Regions from separate parts of the Mus musculus genome. Here all the other regions are linked to region 5. The links are chromatin contacts, called in public Hi-C and promoter capture Hi-C maps. All regions are on one chromosome and are shown on one strand. Each heading gives the region's core, a stretch centred on a gene start, on an enhancer-like site or on the middle of the called end of the contact. The rest is flanking DNA. Distances are from core to core; before and after follow the strand shown. Region 1 overlaps Trpc4 (transient receptor potential cation channel, subfamily C, member 4). Region 2 holds the start of Stoml3 (stomatin (Epb7.2)-like 3). Region 3 overlaps Frem2 (Fras1 related extracellular matrix protein 2). Region 4 overlaps Frem2 (Fras1 related extracellular matrix protein 2). Region 5 holds the start of Ufm1 (ubiquitin-fold modifier 1).

Region 1 (2,700 bases), core at 39-2,538, 380 kb after region 5:
TTAGGCCTTTTATTATCTATGAGTCATGTGACTCATGCAGCTAGCTCTTGCTAAGTTGAGACTATATCTGTGTGACTCTGACCTCATCTGGGGTCAATGTCAATCCTATCTTCCTATAGCACATCAATGATGTCCCCATCAGCAGTACATTCCATAGGCAGACAACATCTGATGCTTCTAGTTTTGTGTCCATAGTAAGCCCAACCGGGCTCAATGGGCATCATTTTCCTGACTGTAAATTCCAAGACATGACAAGTTCTGTAGTAGTTTCCACCTGTAACCTCTAAGGGAAGTGTCTTAGTTGGGGTTTTACTACTGTGAACAGACACCATGACCGAGTCAACTCTCATAAGGACAGCATTCAGTTAGGTCTGGCTTACAAGTTCAGTCTATTATCATCATAGCAGGAAAGTAGTGTCCTGGAAGGCATGGAGCAAGAGTTGCTGAGAGTTCTACATCTTCATCTGAAGGCTGCTAGCAGAATACTGGCTTCCAGGCAGCTAGGATGAAGGTCTTAAAAGCCCACACCCACAGTGACAAACCTACTTCAACAAGGCCACACCTGATTCAACAGGGCCATACCTTCCAATAGTGTCATCCCCTGGATTGTGCATGTAGAAACCATCACAGGAGAGACCATTTGGTGATTCTCTCGTGGATTTTCATTTGAGAACATCCCTGTGCTTGGAACACCCAGCTCAGGTATCTTCAGGGTTAGAAGCAGATTTCTTGGGTTTCTTTCTCTTTCAGGAAATGAAAGTGGATGAAGAATCTGTAAGGTGTTTGTAAATCTGAGAGCCCAGTTTTTTGAGATATTTGCTAATAAGGCCACATCTTGTGGCTTCCCTCCTGACTCAGGAATGAATTCATCATGAGATGCCCCTTCCAGGCTACAAAAACCCATTTGGCAGAACCTCTCTTAGACTCAACCAATGACACAACACGCTGGAGGCAGAACAGAACAGACAGCCTTTCTTCCCTATAGCTAGCAGCTAGCTCATCTTAACAAAATGGAAAGCAGACTGAATCCCTGCCCACCAACTGAGACAGAACCACTGGCTAACAACAGAAACTGTTGACTGAGTGTTTATTGGGTGAATGACAATGTAAATGCGTGTGGTCTGGCTTTATTTCTTAGGGTAAGCTGTCTCTAAAGAGCATCCTAACACAGAAGGCTGTCACCAGACACTCAGTTCTTAAGTTTTACAGATCCCACATCTCTTATTCTCCTAGCTCAACCAAGGAGTTAGGTTCCTGCAGTATGCAGCACTGGGGGTGGAGGAAAAGATACCAGGGCTATTAAAAGAAAGTGCCTACTCTGTCCTTCCTTGGAAGGAAGGAAGAGCAGCCAGGGAAATGGGCACACTTACTATCTTTTGGAATGAGCTGTTCATCAACACCGAACTTCCTCTCTGTGTTCAGAACTAAGCTGCCTACACACAGACTCATTTTGAAATTCCACAAGACAGTCATCATCCTCTGGATTGTGAAACCCTTGCACTGTGCTGTAAAATGAAGGAGCTACTCGTTCCTAGGATGGTTGTGTACTTGATGTACAGTCTGTCCACCCTGAGGAGTGCTCTAAGTTCATAAAATACACACATTATTTCAAAATCTCAGAACAAAAAGGAGAAGAGAGAGAAGGGGAGAAGGTCAAATATTTATACCCTAAAATAAATAAACAAATAAAATCTACCATTTAATTCCACTAGTCTTGTTCTCCTTTGAGATATTGGTGTTTAAGTCAAGTGCTGACAGTCTCACTGGGAGGCAGAGGCTGGAGAGTTGTGAGTTCAAAGCCATCTTGTGCTATATTGTGAGCCTTGTCTCAAACAGAGTAAATTTATTAATGAATTAATTAACTGTCTAAAACAAGAATAATGTCAATGGCCCAAAATATGTTTCTTGAAGCGTCAAGGTTCTGTGCTGAGGCAATCAAATATAAGTATTTTATTAGGAAAAGTAATAAAGCTAACATTTTGAGGCTCAGTACATGGAAAGAAAGGCAGGAAGTTACTCTGTAATTCTCTCAAATCATGTGACTCTTTAAGTGTGCTTTTTCACATTTTACAGAGATACTCACACCTTGAACCAGGCACAGAACTTGAAGAGTTCTACATCTTCATCTGAAGGATGCTAGCAGAATACTGGCTTCCAGGCAGCTAAGAGGAGGGTCTTAAAGCCCACACCCACAGTGACACACCTATTCTAACAAGACCGACCATACCTACTCCAACAGGGCCACACCTTTTAATAGTGTCACTCCCTGGGCTGAACATATACAAACCATCACAGTACCAAAAGCTAATCACCTCTTAGCTGATGGGTGTTTCAAATCCTCAAGTAAAAAATGAATCTGTCTTAACACTCAGCCTTTTGAGGTCAATCCTGCCCTACCTTGCTCTGAACCACCTCAACTATGATTCCTTCCCCCATCTGTGTCTGGTACTTTGTTCCCTTATACCACCCTACACTGGAAACATTTCTCCAGGTACAGGAGGACATATCTTCTTTGAGACGATTAGCGTGTGTAGACATGGTGGGAGCTTGCTGTGGTAAAAATATAGTGAGACTACTACCTCAGCGATGTGAAGCCACAAAGAATGTGTTTGCTGTGTGCTATGTGAACGACCCTCCTTCAACCTGCCGAGGCAGTGTGCTTGAATTGTTGTTTACCTGAATAAAAGAAAAAGAAGAGTT
Region 2 (2,700 bases), core at 175-2,674, 380 kb before region 5:
ATCACTTTGATAAACACCATGACTGTAAGCAACTCGGCAGGAAAGGGTTAATTTCAGCATACAGCTCACAGGTCACAGGAAGTCAGGGCAGAACTGAGGGTAGGAACTGAGATAAGGTGCGCAGAGGAGCACTGCTTTCTGGCTTGCTTTCAGAGGCTTGCTCAGCCTTCTCTCAAATACAACCAGGCCCGCCTGCCTGCCCTGGAGTAGCACCCACCACAGTGGGCTAGACCCCCGCCCTCTGCCCTCCACAGGGCAATGTGACAGGCATTTTTCTCTTTCTGGTGTTCCCTGTTCCCAGATGACCCTAGCTGTGTCTGATAGGCAAAAATAAATAAACAAGTAAATAGATAAATAAATACGGACTGAGCAGCACAGCCAGGAAGCTGAAGCTCTGCGTCTCACAAAGAGCCTGTCTGTCATCATCCCGTTACTTACTTATTCACTGGACAGACACCAGGTAGCCATCAACTCTGGCCTGTGGTGCTCCAGAGCCTCCTGGTGTGGTAGAGTATAGTCCACCACCCAGCATGCCGTTTCTTTAAAGGAGCATATGATATTGAAAGTTCTACAGTTCATGTAAGCTCTGTCCCAGCCACTCACAGCCACTGTAGTGGGATGGTACAAAAGTTTGGAAAGATGATACAGGAAGGAATGGGCATGGCTGTGCACAGCAGCCGTTTAGTTAAAGCAAAGAGACAGGAGGCTAAACCTGGCTGGTCTAGGAGAAAAGGCAGACAAGAGTCTAGCATTGTGTTTACACTTATCTGTGCAAAGGTCCTGAGGTGAGAGGTTGCACAAAGCTTTGAAGGTAGAAATCAGTGCCTCGTGCCTGAAATCTTAACACTGAGGGCAGGAGTCCAGGAGGTACTGAGGCAGGAGCATTCCTGGGAGTCTAAAGCCAGCTTTAGAATGAGATGCTGTCTGAAGACAAGCAACTAAAAGCTTAGAGGAATTGATACATGGTGGGAGGGGAGGGTCAGATAAGGGAAGGACTGACCCCCGTACTTTCAAACTTTGCGTGGGACACCTATGACATTAGTCTCGACTGTCAATTAGTAGTTGAGTTACCTTAGGGTATGACAAGATTAGAATGGCATTTGAAAGTTTTCTTACTGCGACGTGTTGGATGCATTAGGTTGCATTATTGTAGTATAACACCTGAGGACATATATATCAGATAATGAGTTACACAGGGGGGTAGCAGTGTTGTTTAGAAAGTAACTGATACAGGAACCATATAGCATATAGGAAGCAGCCCCTGGCAGAAGGCTCTCTTCTTTTGCCTTTTTCCCTTTGAACAAAGACAGTGTGATGTCAGGGAAGGTGCTTTGTTTACGTTTCTAGGCTTCTTGCACCAGGGTTACTACTCCTCAGGGTGTACGCCAAGGAGAGGGAACCTCTCTTGCTTTGCCTTCCTCTCCACACACCACTGAGCTGATGCCTGCTGCCAGGCTCGAATCCCGACCCAGGAGCACCTGCAAGATTTGAAAGGCACCTCAAGAATGAGATGGATTCACCGGAGAAACTGGAGAAGAACAATTTAGTGGGTAGGTTCCTTCCTCCTCTCTGAATGCTACCTAGCCACACATTAATCAGAGAAGGACTGGTGCACTAGAGAGCTGGGACATCATCACTGTGTACCCAGTGAAACAAACGCACTTGAACTGGGTATGCCTGTAATACAGTACTCTGAAGGCTGAGTCTGGAGAATTGCTATGAGTACAAGGCTGGCCTGGGCTATGTCACAAGACCCTGTCACAGAGAGAGAGGTTGAGAGAGGGAGAAGGGAGGCTTCAATTCTATTGTTTCACATTCGATATTTCCACTGGTTATATTTGATTTTTGAATGGCGGTCTGTAACTTGTCCCCAGAATTCCAGTTGTGACCAAAGAGGCATGTGTTTATCTTTGCACTTCTGGCCTCACCTTACATAGCCCAGATATGATGGAGGCTGACTTCCCTCCTCTTCAAGTGCGACACTATGATTTAGAGAAAAGTCTGCTTAAGCTACATAATTTCAGATAAATGGAGAGAAGTTGAAAAAAGTAAGACTTAGTCCGTAAGTACCAAGTACTATGCTTAGTTTTAATGACTCAGATGAGTTGGAAATTATACGGTTTTTGTTACCATCTCAGACCTGATAATTATGAGGGAAGTCCCCGCTATCAGTTTACAAGGGTAAAAGCTGGGTCTTGGGGAGCTTAGGGACTTGGGGCCGTGGGTGTGTTTGCTGAGTGTGTTCGTGCATGGGATTTAATCTGTGCTCTGTAACCTTCTGTTGCCAAAACCCTATTTCAAGTTGGAAGCTGAGAAAGAACCTGGTATTGCTAATTCAGAAAAGAAAATAGAAGTTTACCCAAATTGGGAAACAGTCTTTTCTCCGCAAGTAGGCATGTCAGTACTGAGAGGCTGCAAGCATTAGGCATCATTTGAAAACTCCTTGTAGCTCAGGCTACCACTGAGCTTCCTGCCTCCGCCTCCTAAGTGCCGGGATTGCAGGCACGCAAGCACTATGCTCTTCGCTTTCTTTTAGTATTTTTTTAAGAGTCAAGTTCACAGCATTGTTAATGAAAAATTCAACTCTCATCTCAAAAGGAGTAAGAGATGGTTTATTGCTAGGTCTGGCATGGCCTTGGTAGGGACAGAATGACACGGTTCCTGCCACTGGGACAGGGTCAGCAGACATGGGACTCCACC
Region 3 (2,700 bases), core at 175-2,674, 270 kb before region 5:
TTCCCCTCCACAAAGCTCTTTTGTGTTTACAGATCCTATTAAGTGGGCGTTTCTCAAAGTGACATCTCTGTGTCATCAAGGGCTTCAGAACTCTACACCAACTATATTTCTGCTTCATATCTTTCCATATTTTATGGTTATAGGAAATGAAATGTGGACATGAATCAAAGTTGAAGATAATTATTTGCCGTTGACTCTTGGTTTTATTGCATAAGACAGAAGTAACCAACTAGGATTTAACATTTAATATTTTAACAAAGAAAACCCACAGAATAGACCTTTCATGTGATGTAGCAGTCAGGAAGGAATTTACAGTGAACCACAGAGCCTTCAAACTCAGTGCACAGTGTCTGATACCTAACAACTCACTGAATACATTTTGCTTATTTATTAAAGTAGCTGTCATGAGTATTTTACACCACTGTTTCAGATGACTTGTCCCCTGGGGATAAATTAGATGCACATCAGCTTATTCTAACCCAGTGACATTTGATTTTATTTCGAATTCACTGGTGATTACTTCCAATTTTGCGAATTTATTTTTTACTGGCGAAAGGTCACACTCATGCACCTTGACACAAATCTGTTGACATGATCTCTTCGTAGCCAAAAATCAGATATCAACATCTCACTAAGATTTTAAATTCATCAAGCTAAATTCGTGCTATGGTTTAATCACTAGAGAAAAATTATAAACACAGGTGAAGTGCTAATTAAACTTACTTATAAATGAAGTTTCTCCCAAGTATCCTCTGCGTGTAAGAACAATATCTAGAAATTTGGAGTCTTCGTTGATCAAGTAATACTCTTTTTCAAAGGAGATCCACGCCCAATTCAGTCGAAAATGCTGGTTGGTTAACCTGTTTCCACCTGGAAAACAAAGAGTGTGAAACCTGCCATTACTGCTTTCCTGAATGAATGGCCTTTAAAAAGTCACAAACTATGCGACTTTGGAAAGAATACTGCTGGATTTAATATGCAACTCCAGGGCACGTGCATGGAGATGGAGCTAACCTCTCAATTGACTGGTAAACATTCCTGGATGATACAATCTTTGAGAAATCCCTCCCTCTTTCAGGATTGGGGGTAGAGTTGGAAAACAGAAAGAAGCATGCAGTAGTCTGAAGCAAAAAAAAAAAAAAAATCATGAAACAAAGAGATGGGGTAGATGTGGGAAGAGTAGGGGGATGAATAAGATCAAAATACCTTGTGTTTATGTATTCTCTCGGTTGATAAAATTATTTATTTAAAAACCACTCACCACAAGGTGCCGCTGGAGAGCAGACTTCTCTATTCAGAGGCCAGCAATGTTCTTAAAAACCACACACAAAAACCTTCACAAATACCTCTTTCTGGTTCACAGAGCAATTGGGTGGAAGGCTTTAATTATAACCACTTAAAGAAAAACAAATATTCTTTCTCCACTCCCCTTCCCACTAGACTCCACTCCAGTCCTGAGAGCAAACAGACAGCCCCTTTCATTGGCTCTCCTCCCACCTTCCCACCAAAATGGAGCTGGCTGCCTCTAGGGAGAAAATGAACCTGGTGCTGGTCTCTATAATGTGAGAGCTATTCTGTTGGGAAAATGAAAGGAGTGTTATCAGCTGACCACTCCACACCTATCCCTCAACTTCCTTTGATCTATGAGGTCCATAAACAAAGGCATCACTAATTCCTTTTAAGTCTCTCTGGAAAAGAGAAAGGGGGTGGGGGTGGGGGAGCCTCAATCACAAACACAGCTACAGGCATAGTTCGAATTCTAGCTTCCTCTCTTTTGAGTTGACACAAAGAAAGCTACAGTAGAGAAATACGAGAGAGGGAGAAATGTCAAGACTCCTGTTGACCGAATGAAAATCTACACAGGGAGAAGCAATCGGGGAAGAGGCACAGGGTCTGTTTCCTCTGAAATATTTAGAAGTAAAAACTACAGACAATTTATGCTGTCGGAGGCTCGCTGAGAATCAAAGGCAACAGATCATGCGGCTGAAGCTGTGAAGGGATTGCTTCCTCATCGTTTGACATTTAACTCACCTCAGCCTCTTCAAAAGTTCCTACAAGACGCACGCAGGAAGCAAAAGGACGCTCTGTTACCTGACCCTGTGAGCCTTCCATGGGAGTTTTGCTCCCAAAGAAGTCAAAATAGATTTGAAAGGAAGCATCGACTATAATAGTTCCCATCATTGCCCCAGACGCAAAACACTCAAGGAGTACTCTATTGTACTACGTCAAAGCACTATCAAACCTTTCAGCCACTACACAGTAGCTACAGGGCTGAGGCTGGAACTACTCGCAGCACTTGCCTGGTGTGTGCAATGGATGTCTGGGTGAATCCCCAGTACTGCTGAGTGGCTGCACCCCACAAAAGTCAATAAACAGGAAACTCTTGACATTGTGATGCAGAAGCAGCAACATGTGCTGTGGACACTGCTATGTCGAAAGAACTGCACACACAAGGTGATTTCATGCTTCAAGGTGATGAGGCTATGGACACTTCTGTCTTTCAGTTCATTTCCAGTTTGTTATTTGTTCGTTTGTTAGTTTGGCTTTTGAGGTGGAGTCTTACTATATAGTGCAAAGCAGCAGATTTTGAACTTGCAATACTCTTACCTCAGTCTCAGGAACACGGGGAAACACCCACCCCCATTCATCTTTTTAGTATTTATTTTAGTACTTTATGTGTATAGGTGTTTTGTACATAAG
Region 4 (2,700 bases), core at 138-2,637, 340 kb before region 5:
AGGTCCTCCCAACCCCCTTCTTCACCTAGAAGAGAAATGAAAATATTCATTTTTTTCTGTGTATCTTCTAAGATACAATGTGGAGTTAAATCCCTTGAGGCAGTCTGCATCGACCGTCCAGGATGGTCACTGTGTTTTCCTCATTGCTCGAAGGGAATTTTAATCTGTCCTATATGATGGAATTATACTTCAGGTATGCTATCAATTGGTCCTGTCTTCCTGGCTGTCAATGTGTCAAGTTGCTGTGATATAGATGTTCAGAGACTCAGCAGAGGAATGTGAGCCCGAGAGGAAAAAGCATGAATTCTTTTTGTGGGTCATCTAGACACGTGTGCACTTTGCTTGCAAAAACTTTATCACCACCACCACCATCATCATCTGAGAGTCAGTCTTACTACACAGCCCAGGCTGTCCTCAGACCCACAGCGACCCTCCTGCGTCATCCTCTTAAGTGCTGGGATTACAGATGCGAGCTACATGCCTAGATAGCTTCTGTACTTCCCGATTCCCACCTGGGTACCAACAGCTCTGCAGATGCTGAAGGGCTTAGAGTCAGGAGCTCTCTGTGCCAGTGTTCTATGGCATTTGTCTATGATATCACGGAATGATGGCGTTTTAACCAGAAAGCGACTGAAGCTTGGACTGTCCTTCAGAAGAAATTCAAACCTCAAGTTTAAGCAGTGTGCTTGAGGTTACGCGGATCACAACGAATCAGTTGTAGAGTCAGAACTGGCACCCAGGACAGGGTTTATCATTGGACTTTAAAGTGATCCTCTCATTTCAGAAGCAAAATGTGCAACTTTCCCCCGGATTTTATTCCCAACTTTCACAACTGGAATTCCTCTATTTAGTACAAACCAGAAAGCTCTATGGATTGGCCTATGTAAAATATAAACAATTAGTCACATGCAATAGACTGTATGCCTGAAACAAAGATGTTAAATTTCACAGTCAAACATCATGCAAAGTTTGAAGCATTGATATGATCTTTCCTTGACAAAGGGTCCCCCCCCCCCACTTCGGTTTTTCGAGACAGGGTTTCTCTGTGTAGCCCTGGCTGTCCTGGAACTCACGTTGTAGACCAGGCTGGCCTTGAACTCAGAAATCATCCTGCCTCTGCCTCCCGAGTGTTGGGATTAAAGGCGTGCGCCACCACGCCGGGCTTGACAAAGGTTTTAAAACGTCACGTTATTAGAGAATATAAAAATAACGATATCGAAAGGTGCCCCCCCCTAATTTTTACCTGAAATAAAAACAAAATTATCATTCTGAGTAATTACCACAGGTAGGAAAGATGCTTTGGGAGCCACAGCCACCCACCTTGCAGCTCAGCTTCCGGGGGGCTGCCGATCCCATGGTTCCACAAGATGGCAGTGTCGTACACGAATGTGAGTCGGAGCTCTGACTTCAAGTCGAAATGCTGCCAGCCGCCCACGCCCACGGGGGAGTGGAACACGTAGGAAACGTACAGAGGAACTCGAAGGGTCACGTAGGACTGCACGAGGTTGAGGACCTAAAACAATTGAACCATTTGCAGCAGCGTTAACCAAATCAGCCCACTTATGCCGACGCCAGATTTTGTGCCATTAGTGCACAGAATAAACAACAGCCTTTCTCAGCACGGCAAGCATCCCTTCACTTCTCCCAGTGCGCACATGCAACAGGGACGTGCGCCAGAGTTCCTTAAAATAACACTATTTTCAGCAAAGTAAGTCCTTTTTACTTTTGAGCAGTTTTATCAAGATACAGGTCTCATACCACATAATTCACCCAGTTAAGTGAAGAATTCAAAGTTTTTTTTATATGTGCAAGGAGTCCGGCAGCCATCACGCCAGTTTGAACCGGAGGGGCAAACACAGATGCACTCCTTGAATTTGCCTCTTCTGACACTAGAAATGAATCTTGTCAGTTGCAGGTTTTGGCGCTTCACTCCCTTCTGTTATGGGATATCAACCAGACATATAGCTACATTCTACTTTATTGATCTCCATCAGAGGATGATTTGCTACCGTAAGTTTGGAACTCTTATGCAAAAATGCATCTATAAACTTATTTTTAAATCATTTAGAGGAAGCTAGGATGAACATTAAAGAAGCAAAACCAAGCATATTTAGCAATGACATGGTGCAGTTCCAATGTCTTCAAAATAATTAGATGAACTGTTTTAGAATTTCATATTTTCCTTCTTTTGGTAGTCAACAGATGAGGTAAGGGAAGTCGGGAGGATAAATTAATCCCTGTCAAGTACCTACCGAATTTCAGACAATGTATTGGTTATTAATAACAGCTTTATTATTTTATTCTCATAATTGAATCTGTGTGTATGCAAGGTGGTTTGACGGGCGAATGGATGATGGACAGAAAAGAAGCAGGAGAGGGAACTCGAAAAGGACTCAGGCGAGCTCACCAAAAGATTTGAAAATGTATTTTTATATTAAGTGCATAATATAGTGCCTGCATCTACATATGTGTACCACATGGTATATGGCTGGTGCCCACAGAAGTCGGAAGAAGGCATTCAGGTATCTTGGTACAGGAGCTACACACAGTTGTGAGCCAACTTGTGAGTGCTCTGAGTGAAGCCATATGGGAGCAGCCAGTGCTCTTAGCCACAGAGCCATCTCTCCTTCAGTGCAGCCCTCTCAGCAGAATTCTCTGAACCTCCTGAGCAGCCGGTGGAAGTCAGAACCTAGTCTCTAG
Region 5 (2,700 bases), core at 137-2,636:
AGAGGCGTCCCCTCTGATTTCTTTTGAATGGTGGGAAAAGGAGCTGTGGAAATTTTGAAATAAGACAAAAATACTTTCTGTGGATAGGAAAATGAGAAAATTTAGGGGAGCACAGTCGAGTGCCAGTTATGAGGGTTTCACATAAAACTCATCAGCACTATTGTAATTTCTTCAGGAACAGAGTTAAGTGCAGAGAACATAAATTTGGTTTTTCACCAAGCAAAATATTCCAAGCTATCAGAGAGGTGGCTATCAGATTCCTGGGAGTTAGCAAAGAAACGATCTTTAAAAAAAAAAAACAAAAAACAACAAAAAAAACCTAGACTACAGACTTTCGTCTGCACACGAAATGAGTGGGTATGGCACTAGGGAGGCAAAAGTGACAGAAAACTTTTAACTTTTATTGTTGAAGGCACACTGCGGTACATCATCCAGAGGAAGAGAATACAGCCATCTGAAGACAACCGTTTAGAATGAGCCCTTACGGGAGAGACGAGGGATACGTAGACCATTTTAGACATGGAAAGATAAGGGAACCACAGGCCACGAGGCTGAATGGATCACGGGTGGGAAACTTCAGAAAACGATGACAGCTGCTCTCAGCTCAGTTAGCTGGGCCTTGGTGCCACCAAACCCGTCATGAATGAAATCTATGGAAACCCTGGTCTGTCGCAGGTTAGCATAGGTCTTCCAGCTGCAGGAACTCAAAAGGGGTCAACTTAAAAATCATACTAAGATGGAGCTGGGTAACCTGTGTTAGCCATCAACTGAACTGCTGAAGCACAAGGAAGGGCCCAACAAGGACACAAGGTCCTACACCCCCATTTCCCAATCCCGCTAAGCACTTTTTATAAAGATCCAAGTGTGTGTGACTGGGAGTTCAGCACCTAGGCACCCAGTCGTTGTGTTTATACACAACAAAGCAAAAAAACTGAAGTTAAGAGTGTTCGGGTCGGACCTGTCAAAAGTCCAGACTTGGGAAGTCCTCCCTAACTTCCGGTAACAGCTGGTCCAGGTAAAGACCTTTAAATCAAGTAAACGGGTTCCATCCTCGTCCAACCTTCTTCCCGTTGCACCTGCCCACCCAGAGCGTTGCGAGGGGCCACTGGCTTTCAGCAGAAATGCCGCACCCTTCCTCCTGTCCCCCTCTGTCCCGCCAGGCCCGGCCAGCTCCAGCCCTGCCTGTCACTCACACTTTGTACGGCAGCCGCGGGTCCGACGTCAACGTGATTTTAAAGGACACCTTCGACCTGCCGGAGAGAACGAGAAGGCGTTACGGTCGGGACCGGCCACGGGGTTAAGGCCGGGACACAGGGACGGATACTTACATGGTGGAACCGCCTGACACACACCGCGCCCAGCCGCCCGCCGCGCTTCCTTGATGGCCGGCAGCGGGGGCCTTCGCGGCCCACGTCGCCCTCCAGCGCGGCTATCCACACAGCGCCTGAAAATTGTGTCGGAGCTCACAGGCTACAGAAGGCCGATAGCCCACAGTTAGACATTTCATTCTGAGTGTGTCTGTATCAAGTTGAAGTGTAAATGGTAGAGAGAGGATATGTTTCTACTTTTGGTAGTTCACTGACACATTTTTAGTCAGGCAATATAAGGGATGTCAAACAGAGCGGCCGCTAGGTCCCCACTGGCTGGTTACGGCGGAAGTAGGGACTGAGTCGAAGCCGGACGTGGCGGCGGAACTGGGGCCGGGACTCAAGGTCCGGGCGGATGAGGAAGCGTTGCGGAGTTGCTAAGCAACCTAGCAGCCGGCACAGATAGATACTAGAGAAGCTGGACTCAGTTGCTTTAACTAACAACGTTCTTTGATCTTTCTAGCATTTCTGATAATACGATTTCCATCCGTATTAACCTTATAGTTTTCTTCACATACTTCACACTTCACTACAGACTTTTTAATAATTTCAAAAGAAAGTTATCACGATAGAATTATGCTGAGATTCCTGTTAGGGCCCAGAAGAAAAAATTGTATCCTAGCACTAGCAGGTTTTGGAGGGAAAAAAAAATCATTACTATATCCCGTTGTTCTTGATGTGTCCAAATAGACTTTAACTCTAATGCAAGGTTGCCAATCAGGTACATTTGTTCAGCTGACCAATGAACCTTGTGTACAGCAGGCACTAAACTAAAGGCTGAGCTCACTGTGTACACCAGACATAACCAAAGGCTGTGATCCCAAGCAATCAGGCATAAGTCCTTTAGCATCTGTCAGTCGGTTGGATTTCTATCGTGAGAGGGGAAAGCTGTCTTTCATCTTTATCACAATGTAAACGCCAAGATAAGCATTCCATCTCACAATAACTATACCTTTAAAAAATATATACTGCAGTAAGTTGATGAAGCCAGAAATAGGCACTGAACCAAGAGGAGACCCAGTCAAACTTTAGAATGACAGGTGGATTCTTCATGAGAAATCCTGATAGATTAGAAGCTCCCTTAAGAACATTGGAACTACATCTCATCTTTCCTGTAATGTTTTCTATAATGGTCTATAATGTTTTCTCCCAAAGGTGAGAATTCTGGTGCTGACTGTAAGTAGCACTCCAATATTCTCCTGCTGTATGCCATGTAGTGAATCCAAGAGACATATACTGACTTGTAGATATGGATATCAAGGCCTGTATCTTCTAACAGCTAAAACTACATAGTTAATGTGTATGACTAAAGTCTTGTCTCTGAAGACAAAAT

What was found. Promoter capture Hi-C pulls out the DNA fragments that hold promoters and counts their contacts. Hi-C and Micro-C count contacts between places; a contact is called where the count stands out from the background.
Region 1: a contact with region 5 is called in a Hi-C map of uterus, with 5 times the contacts expected there. The contact joins the enhancer-like site here to the promoter of Ufm1 in region 5. A contact is called at or near these places in 2 of 39 promoter capture datasets (frontonasal cranial neural crest and liver), 2 of 484 Hi-C or Micro-C datasets (adipose-derived mesenchymal stem cells and uterus) and 2 of 115 datasets of contacts at active chromatin or transcription factors (cardiomyocytes and large pre-B cells).
Region 2: a promoter capture Hi-C map of embryonic stem cells shows a contact between it and region 5, with 3 times the contacts expected there. The contact joins the promoter of Stoml3 here to the promoter of Ufm1 in region 5. A contact is called at or near these places in 3 of 39 promoter capture datasets (cranial neural crest, embryonic stem cells and liver) and 2 of 9 other capture datasets (liver and pancreatic islet).
Region 3: a contact with region 5 is called in a Hi-C map of cortical neurons, with 2.0 times the contacts expected there. The contact joins the enhancer-like site here to the promoter of Ufm1 in region 5. A contact is called at or near these places in 2 of 39 promoter capture datasets (hippocampal neurons and pre-B cells), 11 of 484 Hi-C or Micro-C datasets (the HL-1 cell line, Sertoli cells, cardiomyocytes and 8 more), 2 of 115 datasets of contacts at active chromatin or transcription factors (embryonic forebrain and embryonic stem cells) and 2 of 9 other capture datasets (adipose tissue and liver).
Region 4: a contact with region 5 is called in a Hi-C map of cerebral cortex, with 2.4 times the contacts expected there. The contact joins the enhancer-like site here to the promoter of Ufm1 in region 5. A contact is called at or near these places in 2 of 39 promoter capture datasets (embryonic stem cells and stem cell-derived epiblast-like cells), 10 of 484 Hi-C or Micro-C datasets (the G1E-ER4 cell line, cerebellar granule neurons, cerebellum and 5 more), 3 of 115 datasets of contacts at active chromatin or transcription factors (astrocytes, embryonic stem cells and neural progenitor cells) and 1 of 9 other capture datasets (pancreatic islet).

What each region holds. Positions count from the first base shown.
Region 1 is chr3:54,245,218-54,247,917 of GRCm38.p6, forward strand. All of the region lies in intron 3 of Trpc4 (transient receptor potential cation channel, subfamily C, member 4), which reads left to right. Among named protein-coding and RNA genes, the nearest start is that of Trpc4, 91 kb to the left of the region's middle. Within about 2 kb of position 1,289, at least 25 of the 459 cell types and tissues checked have an H3K27ac peak or open chromatin away from gene starts, as enhancers often do. A contact at or near this core is called in adipose-derived mesenchymal stem cells and uterus, where this site is marked.
Region 2 is chr3:53,487,283-53,489,982 of GRCm38.p6, forward strand. Stoml3 (stomatin (Epb7.2)-like 3) reads left to right here and starts at 1,425. Exons shown (of 7, transcript NM_153156.2): 1 at 1,425-1,550. The coding sequence starts at 1,511.
Region 3 is chr3:53,588,992-53,591,691 of GRCm38.p6, forward strand. Frem2 (Fras1 related extracellular matrix protein 2) reads right to left here. Exons shown (of 24, transcript NM_172862.3): 3 at 724-870. Among named protein-coding and RNA genes, the nearest start is that of Frem2, 67 kb to the right of the region's middle. Within about 2 kb of position 1,425, at least 39 of the 459 cell types and tissues checked have an H3K27ac peak or open chromatin away from gene starts, as enhancers often do. A contact at or near this core is called in cortical neurons and embryonic stem cells, where this site is marked.
Region 4 is chr3:53,524,439-53,527,138 of GRCm38.p6, forward strand. Frem2 (Fras1 related extracellular matrix protein 2) reads right to left here. Exons shown (of 24, transcript NM_172862.3): 17 at 1,321-1,513. Among named protein-coding and RNA genes, the nearest start is that of Stoml3, 37 kb to the left of the region's middle. Within about 2 kb of position 1,388, at least 14 of the 459 cell types and tissues checked have an H3K27ac peak or open chromatin away from gene starts, as enhancers often do. A contact at or near this core is called in cerebral cortex and cortical neurons, where this site is marked.
Region 5 is chr3:53,862,421-53,865,120 of GRCm38.p6, forward strand. Ufm1 (ubiquitin-fold modifier 1) reads right to left here and starts at 1,387. Exons shown (of 6, transcript NM_026435.5): 1 at 1,329-1,387; 2 at 1,194-1,250. The coding sequence starts at 1,330.